Regions from separate parts of the Mus musculus genome. Here all the other regions are linked to region 1. Evidence: chromatin contacts called from public promoter capture Hi-C data. All regions are on one chromosome and are shown on one strand. The core of a region is the stretch at or near the end of the contact, and the rest is flanking DNA. Distances in the headings are between cores, read along the strand shown.

Evidence for each region. Promoter capture Hi-C pulls out the DNA fragments that hold promoters and counts their contacts.
Region 2: a contact with region 1 is called in a promoter capture Hi-C map of pre-B cells, with 2.6 times the contacts expected there. The contact joins the enhancer-like site here to the promoter of Mindy2 in region 1. A contact is called at or near these places in 7 of 39 promoter capture datasets (the 3T3-L1 cell line, hippocampal neurons, liver and 3 more), 1 of 115 datasets of contacts at active chromatin or transcription factors (neural tube) and 1 of 9 other capture datasets (embryonic stem cells).
Region 3: a promoter capture Hi-C map of hematopoietic stem and progenitor cells shows a contact between it and region 1, with 2.6 times the contacts expected there. The contact joins the enhancer-like site here to the promoter of Mindy2 in region 1. A contact is called at or near these places in 25 of 39 promoter capture datasets (the 3T3-L1 cell line, 3T3-L1-derived adipocytes, the C10 cell line and 16 more), 10 of 484 Hi-C or Micro-C datasets (B cells, the G1E-ER4 cell line, Th1 cells and 6 more), 9 of 115 datasets of contacts at active chromatin or transcription factors (bone marrow-derived macrophages, embryonic forebrain, embryonic stem cells and 4 more) and 1 of 9 other capture datasets (embryonic stem cells).
Region 4: a promoter capture Hi-C map of embryonic stem cells shows a contact between it and region 1, with 3 times the contacts expected there. The contact joins the promoter of Aldh1a2 here to the promoter of Mindy2 in region 1. A contact is called at or near these places in 4 of 39 promoter capture datasets (embryonic stem cells, hippocampal neurons and stem cell-derived epiblast-like cells), 3 of 484 Hi-C or Micro-C datasets (all in embryonic stem cells), 4 of 115 datasets of contacts at active chromatin or transcription factors (fetal liver, forebrain, large pre-B cells and 1 more) and 2 of 9 other capture datasets (adipose tissue and embryonic stem cells).

Annotation. Positions count from the first base shown.
Region 1 is chr9:70,654,573-70,660,368 of GRCm38.p6, reverse strand. Mindy2 (MINDY lysine 48 deubiquitinase 2) reads left to right here and starts at 3,195. Exons shown (of 9, transcript NM_172772.2): 1 at 3,195-4,096. The coding sequence starts at 3,323. Gm31872 (a long non-coding RNA gene) reads right to left here and starts at 2,698. Exons shown (of 3, transcript XR_379591.4): 1 at 2,157-2,698.
Region 2 is chr9:70,092,559-70,098,288 of GRCm38.p6, reverse strand. Fam81a (family with sequence similarity 81, member A) reads left to right here. Exons shown (of 9, transcript NM_029784.2): 7 at 2,103-2,238; 8 at 4,606-4,798. Among named protein-coding and RNA genes, the nearest start is that of Gm39369, 12 kb to the right of the region's middle. Within about 2 kb of position 3,723, at least 21 of the 459 cell types and tissues checked have an H3K27ac peak or open chromatin away from gene starts, as enhancers often do. A contact at or near this core is called in pre-B cells, where this site is marked.
Region 3 is chr9:71,175,300-71,181,205 of GRCm38.p6, reverse strand. It overlaps Gm32511 (predicted gene, 32511), which reads right to left. Exons shown (of 6, transcript NR_110517.1): 3 at 4,563-4,661; 4 at 2,892-3,025; 5 at 2,178-2,301. Among named protein-coding and RNA genes, the nearest start is that of Gm32511, 9.5 kb to the right of the region's middle. Within about 2 kb of position 1,730, at least 22 of the 459 cell types and tissues checked have an H3K27ac peak or open chromatin away from gene starts, as enhancers often do. A contact at or near this core is called in the G1E-ER4 cell line, bone marrow-derived macrophages and hematopoietic stem and progenitor cells, where this site is marked.
Region 4 is chr9:71,212,523-71,218,550 of GRCm38.p6, reverse strand. Aldh1a2 (aldehyde dehydrogenase family 1, subfamily A2) reads right to left here and starts at 2,762. Exons shown (of 14, transcript NM_009022.4): 1 at 2,588-2,762. The coding sequence starts at 2,704. It overlaps Gm3458 (predicted gene 3458), which reads left to right and starts at 3,165. Exons shown (of 4, transcript NR_110518.1): 1 at 3,165-3,304; 2 at 4,512-4,562; 3 at 4,812-4,851.

The DNA.
Region 1 (5,796 bases), core at 1,946-4,445:
TGGTGGGATTGCAAGCTGGTACAACCACTCTGGAAATCAGTCTGGTGGCTCCTCAGAAAATTGGACATAGTACTACCAGAAGATCCAGCAATACCATTTCTGGGCATATACCCAGAAGATGCTCCAACATGTAATAAGGACACATGCTCCACTATGTTTATAGCAGCCTTATTTATAATAGCCAGAAGCTGGAAAGAACCCAGATGTCCCTCAACAGAGGAATGGACACAGAAAATGTGGTACATTTACACAATGGAGTACTACACAGCTATTAAAAGCAATGAATTTATGAAATTCTTAGGCAAATGGATGGATCTGGAGGATATCATCCTGAGTGAGGTAACCTAATCACAAAAGAACACACATGATGGTCACTCACTGATAAGTGGATTTAGCCCAAAAGCTTGGAATACCCAAGATACAGTTTGCAAAACACATGAAACTCAAGAAGGAAGACCAAAGTTGGATACTTCATTCCTTCTTAGAAGGGGGAACAAAATACCCATGGAAGGAGTTACAGAGACAAAGTCTGGAGAAGAGACTGAAAGAATGACCATCCAGAGACTGCCCCATCTGGGGATCCTTCCCATATACAACCACCAAATCCAAACACTATTGTGGATGCCAACAAGTGCTTGCTGACAGGAGCTGTCTCCTGAGAGGCTCTGCCAGTGACTGACAAATACAGAAGTGGATGCTCACAGGATCCCCAATGAAGGAGCTAGAGAAAGGACCCAAGGAGCTGAAGGGGTTTGTAGACCCATAGGAGGAACGATAATATGAACTAACCAGTACCCCCAGAGCTCCCTGGGACTAAACCACCAACCAAAGAAAACACATGGTGGGACTCATGGCTCCAGCTGCATATGTATCAGAGGATGGCCTAGTCAGTCATCAATGGGAGGAGAGGCCCTTGGTCCTGTGAAGGTTCTATGCCCCAGTATAGGGGAATGCCAGGGCCAGGAAGCAGGAGTGGGTGGGTTGGTGAGCAAGGGGAGGAGAGAGGGGATATGGGGTTTTCGGAGGGGAAACCAGGAAAGGAGATAACATTTGAAATGGAAATAAATAAAATATCTAATAAAAAAAGAAAAAGAAAAATCTCAATGGTGATGGCAGGAATTATTGCTTATGGATCAACATGAACTCCAAAATTCAACACTCAGAAAAAACTTTCCATTATCTTTTCTAACTTTTCCAGTTTTCAGGAATTGCCGATCTTGCTTGGCATGGTGGCACATGCCCTTAATTCTAGCACTTGGGAAGCAGAGGCAAGCAATTTTCTGAAAGTTTGAGTCCAGCCTGGCCTACATAACAACTTTCAGGCTAGCTACACTACATAGTGAGACCCAACCTCAATTGAAAGAAAGAAAGAAAGAAAGAAAGAAAGAAAGAAAGAAAGAAAGAAAGAGAGAGAGAGAGAGAGAGAGAGAGAGAGAGAGAGAGAAAGAAAGGGAGGAAGAAAGAAAGAAAGAAAGAAAGAAAGAAAGAAAGAAAGGAAGGAAGGAAGGAAGGAAGGAAGGAAGGAAGAAAGAAAGAAAGAAAGAAAGAAAGAAAGAAAGAAAGAAAGAAAGGAAGATAACTTCCAGTCTTAAAAACACAGCGTTCACATCTATAATCTCAAAATTGGAGTGGGAGAAAAAGTACAAGAGGATTGCTGTGAATTCCAGGTCAGTTAGTCTAAGACACAGGGTGAGACTCTCAAATTGGAAGAGAGGCAGAGCCAGCCAGGGCTACAAATTGAGACTCTGTCTCAAAAAACAAAAGTGAAATAAGATAAGCAAAGTAGTAGAGGGCTCTGTAGAGTGTTTGTCATACATGAATTGAGCCCCAGCCCTAAAAAAAAAAAAAAAAAAAAAAAAAAAAAAAAAAAAAGGAAAGGGGGGGGAAGAAAAGAAAGGAAGGGAGGAGAGAGTTGGAGGTGGGAAGAAAGAGGGAGAAGTCGAAGAGAGTGCCGAGAAAGAGATCATCATTTCTGAGAAGATAATAGTGATATTTTTAGTGTGAAACACAGTATTCAGTAACATGCTTGGTGCTAACACATGAATGAGCAAAATAATGCATTAATTTGTCTACTTTTCTAACCAGTAGCAGGACAGAAGTGTAACAATCCATGATGCACCATATATTTGTATACCTGATACTAAAGGAAGACCCACCTGTCTTGTTCATTTTTATATTCTCAGACAACTTTGAAGAGGGAAGGGTCCAGGAAAAAAAAAAAAAACAAAAAAAACAAAAAACCAAAAAACAAAAAAACCAAAAAAAAAAAAAAAAAAACACCCCACTTTTCCAGAGCAGGTTAGATGATCTATATCCACTCTTGCCAATAAATAAGTAAGTAAATAAATAGAAAAAAAAAGTTGCAGGCAACTCTGTCCATCCTCTATGCAGATGTCAAGCCCTGATGAGAAGTCAATTCTAATTTTAAAAGTCATTTTTTCGGGAAGCAGAAGCTTCCCACTCTGTGCAAAGAGAAGCCAAGTGAACAGAACCGCAAAGACTTGGCTTGCTTCAAACGCAAACTGATTTATTATTATTGGACCAAATTTACCCTCTCGCCTGGGGCGTAGGCCAATATCCACAACCTCATTGAACCTCCGGCAAGGCAAACCAGTAGCTGGTTGGGAGCGCAGCGATTCTCAGCCAAAACCCAGGGAGAGTTGTCCCTGTACTGCGCAGTCTTCCAAAAGCCTCCAACAGAACTCGCCTTTCAAATTTGCATTTCCTAAGAAATGCTTCCAATTCTCAACATTAAAAGCTAAAAAAAAAAAAAAAGAAAAGAAAAAGCCAGCTCTCCCGAGGCCTTCAGGGAATGGCTGTCTTCCAATGCTACTACCACTTTCGGGGTCCACCAGGCTCAAGCCCAAAGTAGACCACACTCCCTACAAGCCTCAGCCACTGCCTTTAAAGTAACCGCGCGCAGCGGGGATGCCCCGGAGTTCAACTTCCGGCAGCACACACAAGATTATTTTCCTAGTGGCGCTGCGGCTCTCCGAGCCGCGCCCCTGACCACGCCCTCAGCCACGCCCCTGGCCTCGCTCTGCCTTCCCTAGCCTGAACGCGCGGGAGGGGCGTGGCCTCGGGGGAGAAGCGCTCCCCGAGTGGGTCCGGGCGCTTCAACGAGCGCAGTCACGCGGAGGCACGCTCCGAGCGGGCGGGCGGGGGCACGCGCGCGCGCTCCCGCCGCCCTCTACGGTGACGTGCCTGGCCGAGGCCGCGCTAGGGCGCTGGAGCTGCTACAGAGCGGCTGTCATGGCGTCGGAGGCGCTTGCTGAGGAGAGCCGGCCGCGGTGTCTATAGGACCAGGGGCGGGCGGCCGGGGATGGAGAACAGCCCTGACAGCCCACAGCCTCTGGAACTAGGGGTGGCGGCCGGGCGAGTGTCGCCGCCGGAAGGGCGACGGCGCGGCGGGCGCGAGGCTGAGGATGGTCCCGCTGGACGCGCGGTGGACAGCGGCGGGCAGGGGGCGGCGGCGGCGGCAGCGCGGAGCAGCCTCGGGGACCCGACGTCCCCCTCGCAGCTCGGATGCGGCGCGGGCTCGGACTTGAAGGACGGCGCGTCGTCGAGCCCTGCCGCCTCGGAGGTGCCTTCAAGAGGGCAGCACAAGGTGACCGCCTCCCCGGAGCTGGCCGAGGCCGCGGCGGGCCGAGGGTCGGGGCCAGTGGGCGACACGGGCACCTGCAGGGTGGAGCAGGCGGCGGAAGAGCCCAGCAGCACCGGCGCCCCGAGCAGCAGCTGCAGCGAGCCGAGCCCCCCTGGGGACTCGCCCAGCTTGGACTCCCTGGAGTCTTTCTCCAACCTGCATTCTTTCCCCAGTAGCTCTGAGTTCAATAGTGAGGAGGGAGCAGAGACCAGGGTCCCCGAGGACGTGGAGGAGGGCGCGGCGGGGCCGCCCAGGGCTGCACCTCTATGCAAAGAGGAGGAGGAGGACCCGGCTCAGGTGCTAGCGGCCTCCAAAGAACGCTTTCCCGGACAGTCGGTGTATCACATCAAATGGATCCAGTGGAAAGAGGAGAACACGCCCATCATCACCCAGAATGAGAATGGACCCTGCCCTTTGCTGGCCATCCTCAATGTTTTGCTTCTCGCCTGGAAGGTACACTCTGCAGCTTTCTACTTCCTACAGCTTGTGGGGTGGGGAGGGGCAAAATGGGGTGAGGAAACTGCTGTTTGTCAGCTGATGGCTTCCTTCCATTCATCAGACTCCTCCTTTTTTTTTTTTTTTTTTTTTGAGACAAGGTTTGTCTGTGTAGCTTAAACTGTCCTCGAACAGTTTAAGATCTTAATGCTACAGCCTCTAGAGTGCTAGGTTTACAGACATGCACCCCTATATCTAACAGTCTCTTATTACATGAAATTAATTCCAGGATTTCTTTATTGAAAGATTATTCATGTGGCAACATGTCAGGAAGAATTGCCCCCAACTTAAGGTCTTTTTTGTATTAAAAATTCAACATTCGGTTAAAGGTTGTAACTGATGGTTTACCTATAAACAAGCAGAATCCAGAGCACCCTGCACTTACATCTTCTGAGTATTTTTAGCTATATTTGCCTATATTATTCCTTACTGACATTATTACATATGCAAAACAGTGAAAATTGGAAACAGTGATTGATCTTCAGTTACTATCAATCTTATATTATGGAGTAAGTTTTAATGATTTTATCTGCGTGTTTTCTGGAAAAGGCTGTTTGTCCCACTGTGGTGTGGATGCATGAAAGAACAGTGATGGGAAAGATACAACTTTTTAGACAAATTCCATTTAAGGAAAAGCATTGGTCTGAGCCTACTTACCATAAATTACTTGTTTCCAAAGACAGTATTTTCATCTTGTGTATGATTTTTTGTTTTTGTTTTTACTTTCCTTGTTTCTTTGACTCTACTTCAAAGGTTTGGCATTTTTACTAGTAACTGTACATTAGAATGTTTGTTAAGGAAGCTAAAACTATTAACAACTAAAATAAGGAATGATAAATCTAAGGTCTTGGAGAACAGGAAGGGAAGGGCAAGTGTATTGAGGCCTCAGAATATAGTGTCATATTTAAGCTTGCAGTATCTGGGTTTTGAGAGGATGCATCTCAGCACCTGTTTTCAAATTGATGATTCCACTTATAGTTAAAATGCTCCCTAGAAGAAGAATAGTTTGAATTATGCTAACCAGTTATGAAGAACTATGATGGATAGTGAGGGAGAGATTCCAACACCAAATCTTGCAGCACTAAGTTGGGTATCCGGGGCTCCTGATGGAATCATCTGGGTTCCAGTCATCTGGATTAGTCTGTTAAGAAGTAAGCATGCATGCTAATGAGTTGGAAGATTATTTTGATTAACCTCTGCTTAAAGCATTCGAGGGCTTTTCTAGCAGAGAGTTCCAAACTTTTCCACATTCTTCCCACAAACCAGTTCAAGATGTCTAAGAGTTACATTGTCAGGTTTATCATTGCAAAGGCTCCATTCCTGAGTACCAGTTTTCTGGCATAGTTACTTTTCTCAGTGCTGTAACAAAATACCTGACAAAAGCAACTTAAGGTAGGGTTTATTTTCGCTCACAGTTTGAGGGTACAGACCATTAGTCGGGGAAGCCATGGAAGCTGGCACTTGAGACCACTGGTCACATTGCATTCATAGTCAGGGAGCAGAGAGACGACTGCTCAGTTTGATTCCTCCTTTTTATTTAGTCCAAGCCTGCAGCCCATGGAATGGTGCCACCCACATTCACAGTAGGCGGAGCAGTCACCATGGCCTGGATTACTTTGAGGATATATGAGCCTTGAATTGACTCTGAAAGGCAGATC
Region 2 (5,730 bases), core at 2,474-4,973, 560 kb after region 1:
ATATATTTGTGGAGTACTTACTCTGGTTCTAGTAATGAAGGAAAAACAAAACAAAACAGACCTTGTTCTTCAACCTGAAGAGTGTACAGTTTAGGGAGCTGATGGCCAGGTGTTAGATAAGGGCTTAGGCAGAGTGTTATTTATTATTAATAGTGCTTCAAGGGATATACCTATATCCCTTGTGGTTATGTTAGGTTAAATAATGGTTCCCCCAAATCCTCCATATGAATACATTTATTAACTTTTGGGGATAAAAGGAACTTGGTGGGTGTGTTTCAGTGTCTTCAACTGGGAATATAGTCCAGGAGTCAAGTGCTTGACTAGCAAGACCGAGGTCATAGGTTCAATCTCAGTATAAGAAAATTAAAGCCTTTTAAAAGATCTCTATATGTACACAATGGTAGACATGTTAAGGTCAGACTATGCTGTGTGGTCAGTGATCCAGGACAGACAGGGCAGCTCTGACAACCCAGTGTGGAGCCTCTACAGTTCTAGTCCTGCTTTTCCCAGCTGCTACAGAGGGAAAACCCAGGGCAACAGCTGTGTCTTGGGGGATGTAATCAGAGCCATGTATGTACTTCATGTACTGCCAATCATCTGAGTCATTGGTGCGCTGCACTGTAACTATTACGTTTCTCATTGCTGGGACCTGACAAAGGCAGCTCAAGTAATGAAGATGGCCATTTGGCTCACAGTTTGAGGGAATACCATCCACCATGGTGATGAACATGTGGTAGCTGGAGCACAGGAGAGCTAGTCACATTGCATCTATAGTCAGGGGTTGAAAAGATGAGTGCCGGGGCTGGAGTGATGGCTTAATAGTTAAGAGCCATCCAAAGGTCCTGCTCTTCCAAAGGTCCTGAGTTCAATATCCAGCAACCACATGGTGGCTCACAACCATCTGTGAAGGGATCTGATGCCCTCTTCTGGTGTGTCTGGAAATAGCTACAGTGTACTCATATAAATAAAATAATCTTTAAAAAAAAAAGGAAAAGAAAAAAAGAGGAAAGATGAGTGCTTGGTATCCTGTCTCCTTCCTTCCTTCCTTCCTTTTTTTTTTTTTTAATTCATGGGACTCCAGTCCATGAGATGGTATTTTATACATTTAGAGTGTGCCTCCCCTCTTCATTCAATTCCTCTGGAAACACCCTCACTTAATGCTTCAAGGTGTGTCTCCCAGATGATTCCAAATCAAGTCAAGATGACCCAGGAGATTAGCCATCATATCCATCTAGCTGCAAGGGAGGCTAGAAAATGTGGTCTCTAGCTAGGCAGCCATGTACTCCAGTGACATGTGACACTATATAAAACCAAAAATAGACATTTCAGTGACTCTAATGGATTTTTTTATTATTTAAATTGTACTTCTATGTTTATTACACCTCTATACATAACTATATATATTCTATAGTTTCATTACATGCTAATTCAAATAAGAAGAAGGTGATTAAGGGGAACATACATTGATAGTTATTTTAAGGGCTCTGGAGGGAAAGGGGACTAGAGGAATGGATTATTGTAAGGGTGCTTTCTTTTGAGACAAAGCATCAAGTAGATTAAGCTACTATGAATTCACTCTGACCTTTAACTTCGACTTCTCCTGGCTTTGCCTTCCAAGTTCTGGGATTGCAGGTCTGTTCCATTATGCCTGGTTTATTTCCTACTGGTTTAGATTAGGCTATGCTCATATGGAGAAAGAACAATAAAAGTCAAGAGAAAGAAAGAAATCCAGCCTCTAGTCCTGGAGGATACAAGAGGCAAGGAAGAGTATATGAAAGGAGAGGATGTTGAAAGGGGATAGATGAAGGATAATATGTCCTCTGAGCAAGGAGTACCACGGACCCTTAGAACTGCAAAGATGATCCCCTGGCATGTACTGTGCCACCTAAGTACCTGCATTGCCAGTTCCTATGGGTAGGAGCATCATTAGGTGTCTTTCTGTTGCTTGCTTCCATCCTGCACCAACTTCATGTTGAACATGGTCCTAAGAGAAGGAAAGTATGCCATTCCCATTGAATTGATGTTATGTGATGTTACGTAAAACTGTTTTACGTTCAGCTTGTTCGCACACCTCTCCTTTTCTTTCTTTTCTAATGGTTTAGATTTAAAGGCACCGTTGAAGAGCTCAGCAACCAGATTTTGTCTGCACGGAGTTGGCTGCAACAAGAACAGGAGCGGATAGAGAAAGAACTTCTGCAGAAAATAGACCATCTCTCCTTGATTGTTAAGGAAAACAGTGTAAGTGTTGATGCTTTTCAATAATAGGTATTCAGTTGATCAATGTCTGATCAACACCTAGGGACTTAGCATACATTTATTTGGTGCCTCCCAAAGCTGCTTGGGTATTCCCCATGTTCCTTCTCTTTTCCCTTCCCTCCTTTCCTTCTTCCTCTCCCGTGTCCCCCTTTTCTCTCTTTCTCGTCTTTCCTTTGTTCTGAGCATCAAACCCAGGTTCTCATACCTGTTATCTCAGTTTCTTTTCCTGTTGCTATGGGAAAATACACTCACAAAAGCAACTTAAGGGGCTGGAGAGATGGCTCAGCAGTTAAGAGCACTGATTGCTCTTCCAGAGGTCCTGAGTTCAATCCCCAGCAACCACGAGGTGGCTCACATCCATCTATAATGGAATCTTATGTGTCTGAAGATAGCTACAGTGTACTCATATACATAAGATAAATAAATAAATCTTTTTTAAAAAAGCAACTTGAGGAAGAAAAGGCTGATTGTGGCGCACATCCTCTCAGTGGGGAGTTAAGGCAGCCGGAACATAGCACAGCTGGTCGTGCTGTATCCATGAGAGCGGTGAATACAGGCCTCAGTGCTCAGTTCTCTTCCCCATTCACACAGTTCAGGATCCCCACCAGGGAATGGTGCCACCCACAATGGCTGGGTCTGTCCACCTCAAGCAAATAAAAATAACTCCCCACAGTCGTGTCCAGGGGCTTGGCTCCCAGTTGATTCTAAATTCTGTTACAATTAACACTAACCGTCGTATCTGTTAATTTTGAACTTTGCCACCCAGCCATGCCCCCCATTTCCTGTTCTTCATATTATTCATAAAGACAGGAAATGCTTTGTTTTTATATTGGTTAACAAAAGACAAAGTAAAATTTTCAGCTACCGCTTTTAAGTCACAACCTTGACTTAAATGATCCCGATTGTCTATCACACATTTCTAAGTAAAGCTACAATTACTTACTTGATCTGTTTTTCTGTTTTATTAATGATTTATTTATTTTTATTTCGTATGCATTGCTGTTTTGTCTGCATGTATGTCTCCTGGGTGAGGGTGTTGGGTGTGGTGTTCTTTGGACCTGGAGTTGCAGACAGTTGTGGGCTGCCATGTGGGTGTTGGGAAATGAATCCCGGTCTGGTGGAAGAGCAACCAGTGCACTTAACCACTAAGCCGTCTGATCTCCTTTCTCTTTGTTTTTAATGTTGTGACTTAGTTTTTGTTTTCACCAATGTCGAGTGGCTCTCTGTCCCTCCGGGCCCCTTCCAATGCACTGTAACTAGAGTGTGCTTGGACGTCAGACCAGAACACACTATTTCCTTTTCTGTCTACTTCTGCTTCCACTGGCTCTCTCAAAGAACTAATTTTTGCAGAGCTACCAAAAAATAACTTCAAAGAGCTTTGCATTTATCACACTTCAAGCCAGTAGGCTTAGAAGCCAGTGCTAGGAAGGCAAATTGTGTTGGGTTCTCTTTCCTTGTCCGGCTTCGGCTTCCTCCCGTGGGGCTTGGGCTGAGCAGAAGTGGCCAGTGTGGTTTGCCTGTCTGACTGCTCGGTCCTGATGCTGAGCCATTTGTTGAGTGGCAGGCTCTGCATCAGTGCCATCACAGGATTGCTGTCACGCTGCAAAATCACACCTGATGAAAGGCTTCATGCTCGTCGTTTGACCACTAGAACCTGTGGATGCAGTTTCACAAAGCGTAGGCCTAGTGGACCGTACTACTTTGAATCCCTCCCCCCAGTTGTCTCCTTTGCTGTGCCTTGACTCACCCTGACATGTTTGTGAAGTTCTGAGCCTGTGACTGACCATTTGGGTTTTTTTTTTTTTGACCATTTGGTGGCTCTTCTAAGATGGAAGCTTCCTTCTCTCTCACGGAAACACATCCAAGTTTGCATTCTCCGGGACCCCAAATGACTTAAAAACTTGTCAGTCTTCAATAACTCAGAATCCTTTTAGGTTAGATTTCTGCCATCCTCAAGAGTAGCACTTGTCGCCACGATTCAGGATGGTTGATAGAACTCCAGCATTGACTGAACAGCCATTGACAGAAGGGAAGGGGAAAGAATTAAGGATATATAGCAAGTGTCCTTTAACTTTTTCTGAAAGCAGCTACATACACTTGTTCTTACACTTCATTGGTTAGATTACATGGCCACACCAAACTCAGGAGACAGAATAAAATGTAGTTTTTTTGTTTTTGTTTTTGTTTTTGTTTTTTTACTCTGGGTGACCTTTGAGAATGGATACGGGATGGATAACCAGCCACTGTGATTCTGGTGCCTGCAGATGGTTGAGTCCTCTGGCTGATGTGAGACAAGGTGACCACTCTTCTTTTGCAATAACCAAGTGCAATTCTTATCTTGGACCTCAGGGAGCCAATGAAAGAGACGTAGAGAAGAAACTCAGCCAGATGTCGGCCAGGCTTGACAAAATCGAAGAGAGTCAGAAGAGGAATGCTGAAGGACAGAGAAAGCCGGACGAGGAGAAGGTGCACGGGCGGATCAGCAAGCTGGAGCTACAGATGACGGAGGACATGAAGGAGATGAAAGCGGAGGTTAATGCCGGTAGGCCAGACCCCACGCAGCTCATGTGGCTTGTCTGTCTAAAAAGCTATTCACTGAAATCTCTGAAACAGAGACTGAGCTGGCTTAAAAAAAAAAATCAGCAAAATGTTCCTAGTTGCTATTCTAAGTAGCTGTGCAGAATTTAACAAATTCATTCATTTATTTACTTATTATAGCGGTGGGAATTGAACTCAGGACCTCACAGTTGCTAGACAAGCACGTGCTACCAGGGAACTATACTCCCAGCCCTAAAGTACTAGTTCAATTGCAAGTCTATGAAGAGCCTCCATGACACACAGCAAACAAAAAATGGTTAACCCGCACATGACTGACATTTTCTTATTTTCGTCAGCGCTAGCTACCTGCTGATTCCTCTCTGTTCGTGTACATGTGAGGCACGTCTGAGAGCTTCTTCAGCATCGCTGGCTGTATGCACACGGCACATGCGTGTGGAGTTAGTTCTGTGGGGCCCAGCAACGGGACTTAAGCCCTCAGGCTTGGCAGCAAGCGCCTTTACTCAGTGAGCCATCTCATCAGCCCCAATCAAAACTTTTTTTAATGAATAATTTTTATACTTTTTCATAAATTGTCAGATAAAACTTTCTAAGGAAAAAAATAACATTATAAAACCCCTTAATTTTAAAAATCAGTAAAAAAACAGAATAATTTGAAATTCTTCTTTGGTGGAGATGGCTTCTTTTTTTAAAAAAAAAACAAAACCTTTTTCATAATCAAAATTTTATTTGTAAGATTTGTTCCCACCCCTTTCTACATATGACATGTGTGAGTGTGTGTGTGTGTGTGTGTGTGTGTGTGTGTGTGTGTGTGTGTGTGTGTTTGCGTGCGTGCGTGTGCGCATTTGTGAGCCACCTGATGTGGGGCTCTGAACTGCAGTCCTCTGACCGGGCAGTAAAGTGTCTTAGCCACTGTCC
Region 3 (5,906 bases), core at 481-2,980, 520 kb before region 1:
TAATGCACATAACAAAAAAGTCTAGACTGTAGTGATAAGATGGGGGAAATGGTGTGAATCTGGGTTTCTATAGGGGAGGCTCAATGTGCAACATGAGAACAAAGATCTTAGTGTTAACTCCATTTTTTTTCACTACACATTTTTAAAAATTCTTTAAAGATTTATTTATTCATTTTATGCATCTGAGTACGCTGTCATTGTCTTCAGACACACCAGAAGAGGGCATCAGATCCCATTACAGATGTTTGTGAGCCACCATGTGGTTGCTGGGAATTGAACTCAGGACATCCAGAAGAACAGTCAGTGCTCTTAACCACCAAGCCATCTCTCCAGCCCTTAACTCCAAATTTAAGACCCAGGAGAACAAGAGAACAGGATTGTCAGCCAGAAATGGGTAAGGTGAAGGCTGGGGACAAGGCCCAGTCAGAAAAGAGAGGCACAGGGACCTGAGTTCAAATCCTCAGGATGCACACGCAAAAAGAAAAAGTTAAACATGGTGGAGTGTACTTATAAACCAAATACTAGGAAAGCAGAGACAGACAGATGACTGGAGTTCACTGGCCAGCTAGCTTAGCTACTCGACAAGTTCTATGAGAGTTCAGGGGGAAGATGGGTTAGAATCCCTGGTATGACATATGGTTTAGCAGTTGCTATGTGAGATCAGAATCAAATTTCATGATGTTCCAGCCCTCAAGGTCTCAGAGGCGGGGTTGGGGTGGCGTTGAGTATGAGGAAACCCAGAGACCAGAGGTGAGGCTCAAAGAGAAACCTAAAAGTAGCCAAAGAAGCTAAAGGACCAGCTTCACAGAATACTTGAAGATACTAATGAAAACTACTAGTTTCAAAGAAAATCGAGTTGTATAAACGCATGGTGTCTTAGTAGAAATTTTATAAGTCCCCTGGTAGTCATCTATGAATGTGGCCAAAATGTTGGGAACTATTTTGCTAGCAAGGAAGAAAGTGGAGCCAAAGGGCCCGAGGTTGCGTTTCACAGATCCATCAGAAGAGGGTGCAGCAAGCAATCTAAAGGAAAGCATGGATTCAGGTCTTAAAAAAATCTTGGCACAGAGCAAAACTCCTCTAGTGTTCTTCATTCTAGGCAAGTGCCAAGAAACCCCTTTCCAACTCTTTAAATGCAGTGACAAGGCTGGAAACAGGGCCCAGCTGTTAAAAACCCAGAGGATGTGAGTTTGAATGTAGATCTTTTTGTGATAACACGGCAAGGCATGTGTCCAGTTTCTAGGAACTGTGTATGTATCATTTTTTGGGGGGGGGGTTCTCTTTAATGCCTCCTTTCACATCATGATTTTCCTGGCTATGATATAAAGGAACACAGAATGATATTTATGAAAGTATTTCTGGGGTGCCTCATCGAACTGAGTGGTATCTGCATGGAACTAATGTAAAACAAGCTTATCCTATCTAATCTCATCTGCCCTGCATTGTGTATCAACAGGGCGTTATTCTGAAACTATAATCACTCACTTGCATGTTGTAACATCTGAGGTCACAATGTTGCCATTCGTGATAACACGGGGTGGGGGGGGGGGTGGTATTTGGAATTTAGAAAAAGTATTGACGGAAAGAAACGTGACCATGTGGTAAGTACTAAGCATCCCATGAATGGTGACTATATAATTAATTTACTACACAGAGCTGGCCTGTAAGGTTTGCATTATGATAATCTCTTTTGTGCAAATGGGGAAACTGAAGGGCAAAACTGCTCTTCCCCATTGAAAGTTTCATAACTGCTAAGTGCTAGAAGAGAAAGAGGAAACCAAGGTCTCTAACTCTGGGGTCTTTAGGATCAAGCCTGAACTCTTAATCTCTCTCAAAAGCAAAGAAAAGATCTCCATCACTGCTTGCCCTGAGTGCCTGTCATGACCAGGGAACTGGTTCCTTTCTGGGGTAGGTCCCCAAAATTAATGCAAGTACCTCAACTGGGCCAGGGTCTGGATCCCCTCCAAGGCAAAGTGATGAGAGTGAGGATGCTGGACTGTGAGTTACAAAGGGTTTCTGGGTTACGTATGGGAAGGCATAGTGACTGCCAAGATTTGTGAGGAGCAGCACTATCTAAAGCAGTGGTTCTTAATCTGTGGGTCACAACCCTTTTGGGGGGATTGAATGACCCTTTAACAGAGGTCAAATATCAAATTTCTTACATATCAGATACTTACGTTATGGCCCATAATTAGTAGCAAAGTTGCCGTTATGAAGTAGCAGTTAAATAATTTTATGGTTGGGGATCATCACAACAAAAGGCACTGTATTAAAGGGTTGCAGCATTAGGAAAGGTGAGACCTACGGATCCAAAGTAGGAGAAGATTCATAAGGTCAAAACCTGGCTTAGGAAAGAAGAGTATGAAATAGAATCCCAAGATGGAAGGCATTAACTTTGGGAAGATGTATCTTGGGACCAGGAAGTAGAAACCCCAGGTATGGAGTGTGAAGTAACTCCTTTTTGGGGGGAGTAGCCTTTAGGTACAGGAGAACTTTGGTTATAAGGTTTTGAGGAGCAGGTAAAGGCAGCCAGTTCCCTGTTCCAGTCCATGTTTTCTAAGATTCTAAGACCCCACATGTGTAGAATTTTCTGCCTAGGAGGCATGCACAAGTGCCAACAGGAGTAAAACAGCCACCTTTCACACTGTAAACTGAAAAGTGGGCATCCTGGTTCTAAGCCAGAGTGAACTTGGAATGTGAGACATCTTCCAGGACCTTTGTTTCTCTTCTTCCCTCCCTCCCTTCCTCCTCTTCCTCCTTCTCTTTCTCTTTTTCTCTTTTCTTCTCTCCCCTCCCCTCCCCTTCTCTCTCTTTCCCTTCCCTTACCCCCTTTCTCATTTTTCCTTTGAGTCAGGGTCTCACTATGGACCCCAAGCTGTCTTGGAACTTACTCTGTAGACCAGGTTGACCTTGAACTTTCAACTTTCCTGCCTCAGACTTTTGAGAGTCAGGATTATTTAAGTGCCATCTTGCCAAGCATGAAGACAACATATTGAGTCTCAACCAGTTCCACTCGATTAAAAATCTACTTTCAGAGAAGAGCCATATTTAGTATGCAGCATTTCTATTAATTCTTTTATGTAAATTTAATTTTGCTTGACATAAATATAAATTTCATTTATCAATGTACTTTGATCACATCCAAACTTTCCCATCCTTCCTCCAAACCCTCCCCTACAAATGCTCTCCCAACTTCACCTCTGACCGCCTTCCTCTTCACTCGTTGAGTCTGTTTAGTGATGCTTGTATGTGGGGCCATCTATGAGAGCTTGGGCAACTAACACTGGCCACACCCCAAGTAAAACTTTCTTTCTTCCCCAGCAGCTATCAACTGCCAGTAGCTACTAGGTGGGGTTGGAGCATGTGACCCCCTCTTCCAGCCCATGCTGGAATGTTGACTGCCTGGATCTAGTTTGGGTAACCATAGCTGCTGTGAGTTAATGGGTGTGAGAGCCATGGCCTGTGCAGAAGTCCACTTTTCACTCAATATACTTCTCTATTTCTTGACTCTTTTGTTCTTTCTGCCCCCTCTTTTCTGATGTTTGCTCATCCTTGTATGTATGAGATTCTATTGGTTCTACTTAGGACTGAGAGCTGATTGTAAGTTATTCCATAAGAGATTTTTTTCAGAGTTTCTTTACCATCTTTATATGGGCCAAAAGTTATAGGACTTCTATATATTAAGACTGATTTCTTTTCTTTTTCTTTCTTTTTTTTTTTTTTTTTTTTTTTGGTTTTTTCGAGACAGGGTTTCTCTGTGTAGCCCTGGCTGTCCTGGAACTCACTTTGTAGACCAGGCTGACCTCGAAATCTGCCTGCCTCTGCCTCCCCAGTGCTGGGATTAAAGGCGTGCTCCACCACACTCGGCTAAAACTAATTTCGGGCTGGAGAGATGGTTCAGCACTGACTACTCTTCCAGAGGTCCCGAGTTCAAATCCCAGCAACCACGTGGTGGCTCACAACCTTCTGTAATGAGATCAGATACCCTCTTCTGGTGTGTCTGAAGACAGCTACAATATACTTACATATAATAAATAAATAGATCTTAAAATAAAAGACTTATTTCACTCACTCAAACTTAATGATATAGTATTCGGTAACATTCTAGGATCTTCTAATCTCCTTCACTTTCAACTCTCCCCCAAGTGTTACTATAGGTGGCTCTAACTTTGATATAAAATATCCTGACAAAATATCTGACTCTATTTTTCTCTATCATAATACAAATCCAAAGCAAACATCCCAGGTCTTCTTTCAACTAAACATTGGCCCTGACCTGCCTACTATACTTGAATAAAATCAATGGACAGTACATTCTAGCTTGATGAGATAGATCAAGGATTTGTGTTCTGATCCAGACCTCTCCACAAAATAACTATAGAGAGTCTATGAACTCTTTGTGCCTTATTATGGCAAAGCAATTAGGTTATATATACATGGAACCACCTTCCCCACCCCCACCCCCCAATTCTGTGACCTTATTAGTTTATCTTCAAGAAACAAGGAGTGTTACTAAGTTAATTTCTTTTGACAATTTGCCAAATGAAGTGATTGGTACTTACCAACCAGCTAGTCCTTGCCTCTGCTTCAGTTTCACCCTGGGTCACTTGATAAGACCGAAATTGTTTACATAAGTTGTCAAGACCACCTTCAGGAAGATGCTAAGTGGTAGAAGAGAAATATGTGTCACTTTCATTGGTGTCTTAACTGGAAAGAGAGTGTCTTGGGCTCCAGGGCTGATTTCCTCAATCTTCTTGTGCCTGGGACCCCAGTGCTAAGTACACAGTCACTCAAAAAAACATTTAGTCCAATGTGGTGGCACACATCTGTAATCTTAGCATAGGGGAAGCTGAGACAGGAGAACTTTTTAATTTAAGGCAAGGTAGGGCCATGTAATTAAACTCTCATTTATAATGTATATCATATGTTTGCTGAATCGAACAAAATCAATGGAGAAAACAAAAACAATAAATCACACTATCTAAACAACATGGGCAATATGTCCAGCCAATACGTTTGAAGATAGTGAGTCAAACCACTTTCAAGGTATTGTTTACAGTTTCCCATATATCAAATAGAAATCATACTTAAAGTTGCAGACCAAAATACTCATACAAGGATATTTTGGTTACCATTTTGAAGCCAATCGATTATGTTTCCCTTATTGTCCTTTAAAAACACATCAAATGTCAACAGTCAAAGGCTTTGATACCATGGAACAAACATGCACTGGAGAACCTTGCTTCATTTAATCAACACACTTTCCCTTAAACAAATTTTCACTGAGCAAATATTCATCATCTTTGGACCCAAAAGATCAATGATTGAAGCCTGGGGAGGACATGAAAGGCCTGGATCTGAGGATGCCCTGTCTGTATGCCCAGCAGCTCTGACTGTGTTCCACTCAGATGCCTCAGTCAAAATGACTTGACTTTAAATAGCTTCTTTACTGCTTACATGATCATTAACCAGTGACCTTTCTCTCCATCAATCCAGCTGGGAAACCAGCTAAGTGGGAATTTGATTAGTTATTTAGAAATAAATCCATCTCGGGTCAGCAGATTAAAAACTCCAGCAGATAAAATCCTCAAGCCTGAGACCCAAATTCAATCCCCAGGACCCAAGTGGAAGGAACAAATTGACACTGAACACTGTCCTCCGACCTTCATGTGAGCATCATGGTGCATGCTCACACACTCATGCACACTAAATCAATAAAATGTTTAAAGAAAAGATGAAAGAAGAAACAATCCAGATAGACAGAGCTGGAGTCTCCAGATTCTGTGAATTAAGTGGAAAGATGCGAAGAGGTGTTTTACACAGCATCTGTCCATCAGAAATATGGCATTTAAAGACACACCTTTGTTTCTCTCTCAAGGACAAAGGTTTTGATGTCAGTGGTATGC
Region 4 (6,028 bases), core at 1,513-4,012, 560 kb before region 1:
TGACTATTTTTTCCATTCCCTTGGAACAAGAAGTAAAAGGATGAAAATGGCAGATAAGTGCAGGATCACAAATGCAAAATATTCTAAGAACATATTTTTTAAAATTCTCATAATCTGACCAGTTATGTTGATCACTAATTAGTTTATATTCTTGTCAAATCACATAGAAAAATCATATTATAGTGTCATTCAATAAGAACATGTTTAACAAGACAAAATTAATTATAAATTTATTTGCTGCATAGTACCTTTATTTGATGCAAATGTTTTGTTTCCTCCTTTTCAACAGATTCCCAAGGCATAATATCTTTTAAATTTTTCCTAACAAATATAATAGCATTAAAGGATTGCCCATCTACCTTGTTCATCGCTCTGTTTGAAATTGCTAATACATTTCTCCCCACTTTTGATCATGAATGAATTTTTAAAAGACCTCCCAACTCTCTTTTGAAGAGAAAAGAAAAAAAAAAACTTAGGCTACCAAAAGAGCAGTCACTCTGTTCTTTCTGTTAAAATAAAATGAACTAGAACGGGTTGTTCGCAGTTCCTGTCTTAGAAAGTGTAGAAGTCTAACTAAAGAGCTGAGCACAGAAGCTGCTGGGAGCGTTCACAGATACCTGATTTTACAAGTTTTTGTGAAAGAGCTCGCCTGTAATGTGTGTTACTCCACCATTTATGAGGGTTGTTTGTCAAGACAAAATATAAGGCGCCTCCTCCCCACAAATTAAAGAATCAAGTTACAATCCATTATTTCATTTCTGATTGTTTTTCTTGGTAATAAGTGGGAAAGTGGATACTGGATAAAAGTCTTCATGGAGCTAAAAAGACTCCGACATTAAAGGCTCCAATTAGCTATAAATCAGTTGTCTTTCCTACTGGGGTAGAACAAGAGAGAGAAGAGAGGGGGTGGCTAGAGAAAAGGAGAATTGGAGGAGCTTCCAAATGAAATTCTGAAAAAAGATATCTACTGCAGACTTTCAGGGGCTGTTAAGATAATCTGATCAAAAGTAAGTGTAAAACAAACCCCCGGAATCACGTGTGGATCTTGCCTTTTAAGATCTCTAAAGCGCATCTGAAGAGGTTAGGGACCCTCATAAAACAAAACTTTTATGTGCAGGCTTCCCTGGCTTGTTCCTAAACCCGGAGATGTGCCACACACTGGCACTATTGTTATGCAAACAATGCCTAGAGGGCTATAACCATTAACGACCTCTCATTAAAATGGCTTTCAAAAATTTGTCACACCATCTAAAAGCTAACAGGTACATTAAATCCACATTCAAAAATACGAATCCTACAAATCCTTATTCTGAAACTCAATGCAACAAAAATTCAGAAACGATGTTTTTGCATTTCTCTTTCAACCGTAACAGTTGTCACATGCGAACAACTTAACTTCTCTGCTTTTCGCGTATAGTGTAATGCCCGCGATGGAACACTTATCAGCTGTATCGTGTGCGCGCGCTGCAGTTAACTGGCGAGAGTTTGCGGTAGGAATGAAAATCAAATTAAAAAAAAAAATTCTAAAATGAACTCTCAAGAAGTGTGGCTTTAAAGGCTACAGTCGCCTTTTTGCTATAACATTCAATCCCTTTGTGTATGTATTTCACAAATTTCCCCCGTGGATTTTTTTTCCCTGAGAACGGTGGAGTGGTAGGGGATCAAGTCACATGGGGCAGCAGGCGTGTATTGCTTTTTAATGCAGTTTAACAACAATAATTCGTGCTTGACAAACTAAGATGTCAGAATTCGTTAGGAAAAAAATCATTAGGCTTATCAGTGCAAAAGTGAGCTCGCTAATTTATGTGACTTGAGTTATTTTCCCTTTTTCTAAAATGTCCATTGCCTACAAAATCCCGAGGAAATCCTGGCATAGACCTACTGCGTCTCGGCCAGGTCCCCGCGAAGTCTGTGGGACTCCGGTCCTGACAACCCTTCAGCGACTCCGCTCTGAGGGAAGATAAGCCCGCGCGGCCGCGCACCTCCGGACCCGAGGGACCGCGGGGCGACACCGGACCGCAATGCCACCCTGGCGGTGAACCCCACTCTGCTCTGAGACCGAGGGACAGGGAGAACTGCACCCCGGTGGGCTCTGAGGAAACCCAGGGGAACACCCTCCTCAAGCCAGAGCCCGGACTGCTCTGAGGAGACCTGGGGGACCCCAGAGCCAAACTCCATTTGCTCTGATAAAACTTGGGGGCTCGCACAACCGGACTCCGGTCTGCCCTGAGCTCTAAGGGACCCCAGAACTAAGCCTCGTTCTGCCCTAGGGACATCTAGGACCGGACCCTAGCCGGCTCTAAAGAGTCATAGGGGACTCCAGAACCAGACCCAGGTCTGCTCTGGGAAATCCCACCTCCCCAGGCAGTCCCGAGGTCGTCACCACCGTCCGCCGCCGCTGGCGATCCCCGCGCTGCCTTCTGTTTGGGACCGGTTCTCCCAAGACGCTCCCTAAACCGGGGCGGGACTTGAGAAGCCCGCATCGCGGTCCCCGCGGAGGCGCGGAGATGACAGGCGACCTCCGGGCCCCCGGCCTCTGAAGGGATCCAGAGGATGCTTCCAGAAAGCGTCCGCCGGACGGCTTTACCTTGGTGTACTTGATCTCGAGGTTGGGCGTGGGCGACGGCAGGAGCTGCAGCGAGGCCATGAGCGCGGCGGGGTCGGCCTTCACCTCGCCCGGCATGGCGATCTCGCTGGAAGTCATGGGCGGCCACGGGTGGGTGTGCGCGGGGCGCTGCGCGGCCGGGGCGCGCTCGCTGTATATAGGCAGGTGTCAAGCGGGGGGCGCTTCTTATTGGACGTGCGGCCCACAGGCGCGGGGGGCCGGCCCAGGAGGACATTTGCATACGGCCGCGCGCGGCGCCCGCACGGTCAAGTCCGCGGCCCACGCTCCCGCGGGCGCGCCCGGGGGGGCCTCGACGGCCGGAGCGCAGCCTCGGCGGGACCGCGCTGGCCGATGGCAGCCCCGCGAGCCTTAGCGCTGGTCGGCCGGGAGGAGAGGCGCCCGAGCCGCGGCCCCGCCGAGCCCCGCGCCCTTCCTAACACTCGCTCTTCTCCTCCCCCGGGGTCCCGAGCAGCCCGAAAGAGCTTTCGCTCAGCCTTCCGCGTGGCGCGAGGGGCGCGTGGCCGCTGGGTGGGGTGATAGATGCTCCCCACACTCCCAAGGAGAACCTTCTGGAACCGCCGACGCCGCGCTGGCCCCCACCAGGCTTCTCAGCCCAACTGCTGCCCTCTGCCGGCCCCGCGGCCTAGTTGTGCCTGAGGCCGTGGGCTTCATCTGCCTTGGGTTGCCTGGATATTCCAGGTCTTGATGGTCTCCTTCCAGCCCTTTCCTTTCCTCTTCCCATCCACACCGGGAAACACTTGGGATTTTCTGTTGCTCTTCCTGTCAGAATCTCCGGGTTGAGCTTCCATCTCCATCCCTTCTCGTCTTACAAGCAGCCTTATAGTTGAGTAAAGATGGGCGCTGATCAGGAATCAGTAGCCTAGACAGTTCACTCCAGATAGCGTGGGAGAATCATTGGACCAATATCACGAGCCCATATAGATAGCTCTTTATAGGGCTTTCTGCCTCTATCCCCATGAAAATCCCACAGCCTTATCCAACCTGACTCTTCCTGTTTTTCTATGGAAGACTCTCAACTCCCAAGCAACTGCTTCGCTCTTGCTCAATCATTTCTTTGCATGTTGTTCACTACAAAACACTTACTTTAGATGTGTTCATTAACTAAAATTCCGTAAATGATTGGTGCTTAGATTCTGTGCAGACAGAATGCTGTTGTCTTAATTGAATTTGTGAGACAAGTTCCAGGCTCCGAGAACTCTTTATAGGGTATCTGCCTAAAGTGACCGAGCAAGCACTACGTCGTCGTCCTAGAGCAACAATACAGCCTAATTTAGGCAGTTGAAAAATTCCTATTCACAGGGAACGTTTATGGCCAAAGAGTGTGTCTTAATAACCGAATATACTCCTAAGAATCGCCTTTATTTAAGCTGTAGAAGACTGAGAAAGAATAAGAAGAATGGTGGGGAGGTAGCTCTGTAGGTAGAGTGCTTGCCTAGAACGCTGGGTTTAGTTGCCAGCACCACCTTGAACTGGGGTAGAGATGCATGCCTGTAATTCCCAGCATCCCACTGGATGGAGGCAAGAGGATTAGAAGTTCAAGTTCATCCTCTCTTACAGGAGAGAAGGAGCGAGGGAGGAAGAGAGGGGGGAAGGGGAAGGGGGTACAGAGGAGGAACGGAGGGAGGGACAGAGGAAGGGAGGGAAGAGGGAGGGAGGGAAGGAAGGAAGGAGGGAGGGAGGGAAGGAGGGAAGGAGAGAGAGGGAAGGAGTCTGTTGGGGAGGAGGATGATCTCAGGGTTTGGTGAAGGAAGAGCAAACACCCCAGCAAAAAAAATAGTTTTTGGTGCTGTTCTTTGTTTTGGTTTATTGTCGAAGTTGTTGTTTGAGGTGTTTTGTTGTTGTTCATTTGTTTTGTTCAAAGGTGTTTTCCCCATCTTCCAAGCAGGGCACCATGCTGGAGGTCACTTTAAGACAAGATGAAGAGCCTTGCTCCTGGGTAAGCTCACCACCTTTCCTGTAGATCTATAGATAACTGTCTGTAAGAGGGACAGCTCTCAAAAGTGGAGCAAAGACAAGACCTTGGTGCTCCACCTAAGTGGGAGGCCGGGTATCTAGGGAAGCTGACCTTTTGCCCTGCTTGTGGCTAGGGAAGTGAAACTTCACTGGTAGAGGTGGGAGCACTGCTGCCTCCGCAGAGGCTGCTGCAGCAGCAGCAGCTGAACAGAACTGTTTGGGAATGTTTCAGGGAGCATCGGCTGCAGCTGGAAGAGCAGCAAACGAGGCTGGTAAGTCAGTTAACTCCAGGTTGTGGGAACCTTAATGCTTCTGGGGAACTTAATGATGGAAGTACCGAAAAGCCATTAGAAGTCTTTGAGGAAGAAAGAAAAGGGGGAATCTTGTGGGCCGGATGGCTGAAAATGGTCTGGAAGGAGTGTCTGAAAGCATAAGCCAGAATTTGCACTTTTGACCCAACTCTTCCATTTCTTATTTGCTACCTGCAATTGGAAAGGCCAGTCAGTATGTGGATCACAGGATTTATCAACGCTTGATGCAGATAAACTGAGTTCTATCTTGGAAGGTAAGGGAGTGTGTCTTGACTTAGCATCTCTGGTCATCTCCTAGGTCGTGCTCAATGACAGCTGGTTTGAATTGTTCCCTCATGGCCCCTTTCCCTTAACACTTTGTAATTAGACAGTGAAGTGATCAACACAGGACCAGAGTCTTCTATTTCCCATCTGCCTTCCTCGGGTCCAAAAACAACATGAGGCACTAAATTAAAGCATTCCTATTGGCTGATATGAGCGAAAGTACTGTAGCTGTCTACTCCCACCAGTAGACGAAACTTCCTTACCTTCTCTGGGTACAGAGCACATTTTCTCTGTAAGTTCTGTTACTTGTCCCATCTTTTACTATGCATGTTTACATTGAAGCATTTGCACAAATGCTTTCCTTCCTGTATTTAGACTGGAAACCCCTCCAAATCTTTTTTTTCTTTTTAGATTTTTTTTTATTATTTATTATATGTAAGTACACTGTAGCTGTCTTCAGACACTCCAGAAGAGGGAGTCAGATCTCGTTACGGATGGTTGTGAGCCACCATGTGGTTGCTGGGATTTGAACTCAGGACCTTCGGAAGAGCAGTCGGGTGTTCTTACCTGCTGAGCCATCTCACCAGCCCACCCCTCCAAATCTTACACTCAAGATTATAGCCTCCTTTGGACTAACAGCTTCACTTCAAGGTGGGAACAAAATTTAGCAGGGAACAGAATATTGTAGCCATGATACTTCTTTAGTCTACTTGTTGTAGACCCCCAGGATGTATGTTCCTCCATGTTCCCTCCTCTCCATATCTCTCCTCAATGTTTTCTTTCTTTTTTCCTTTTTCTTTATCATCTTGTTTTGCCAGTCTCTTTTCCTCTATAATTTTGGGAAACTGTCTTCCTATTGCTAAGTTTTTGGTCT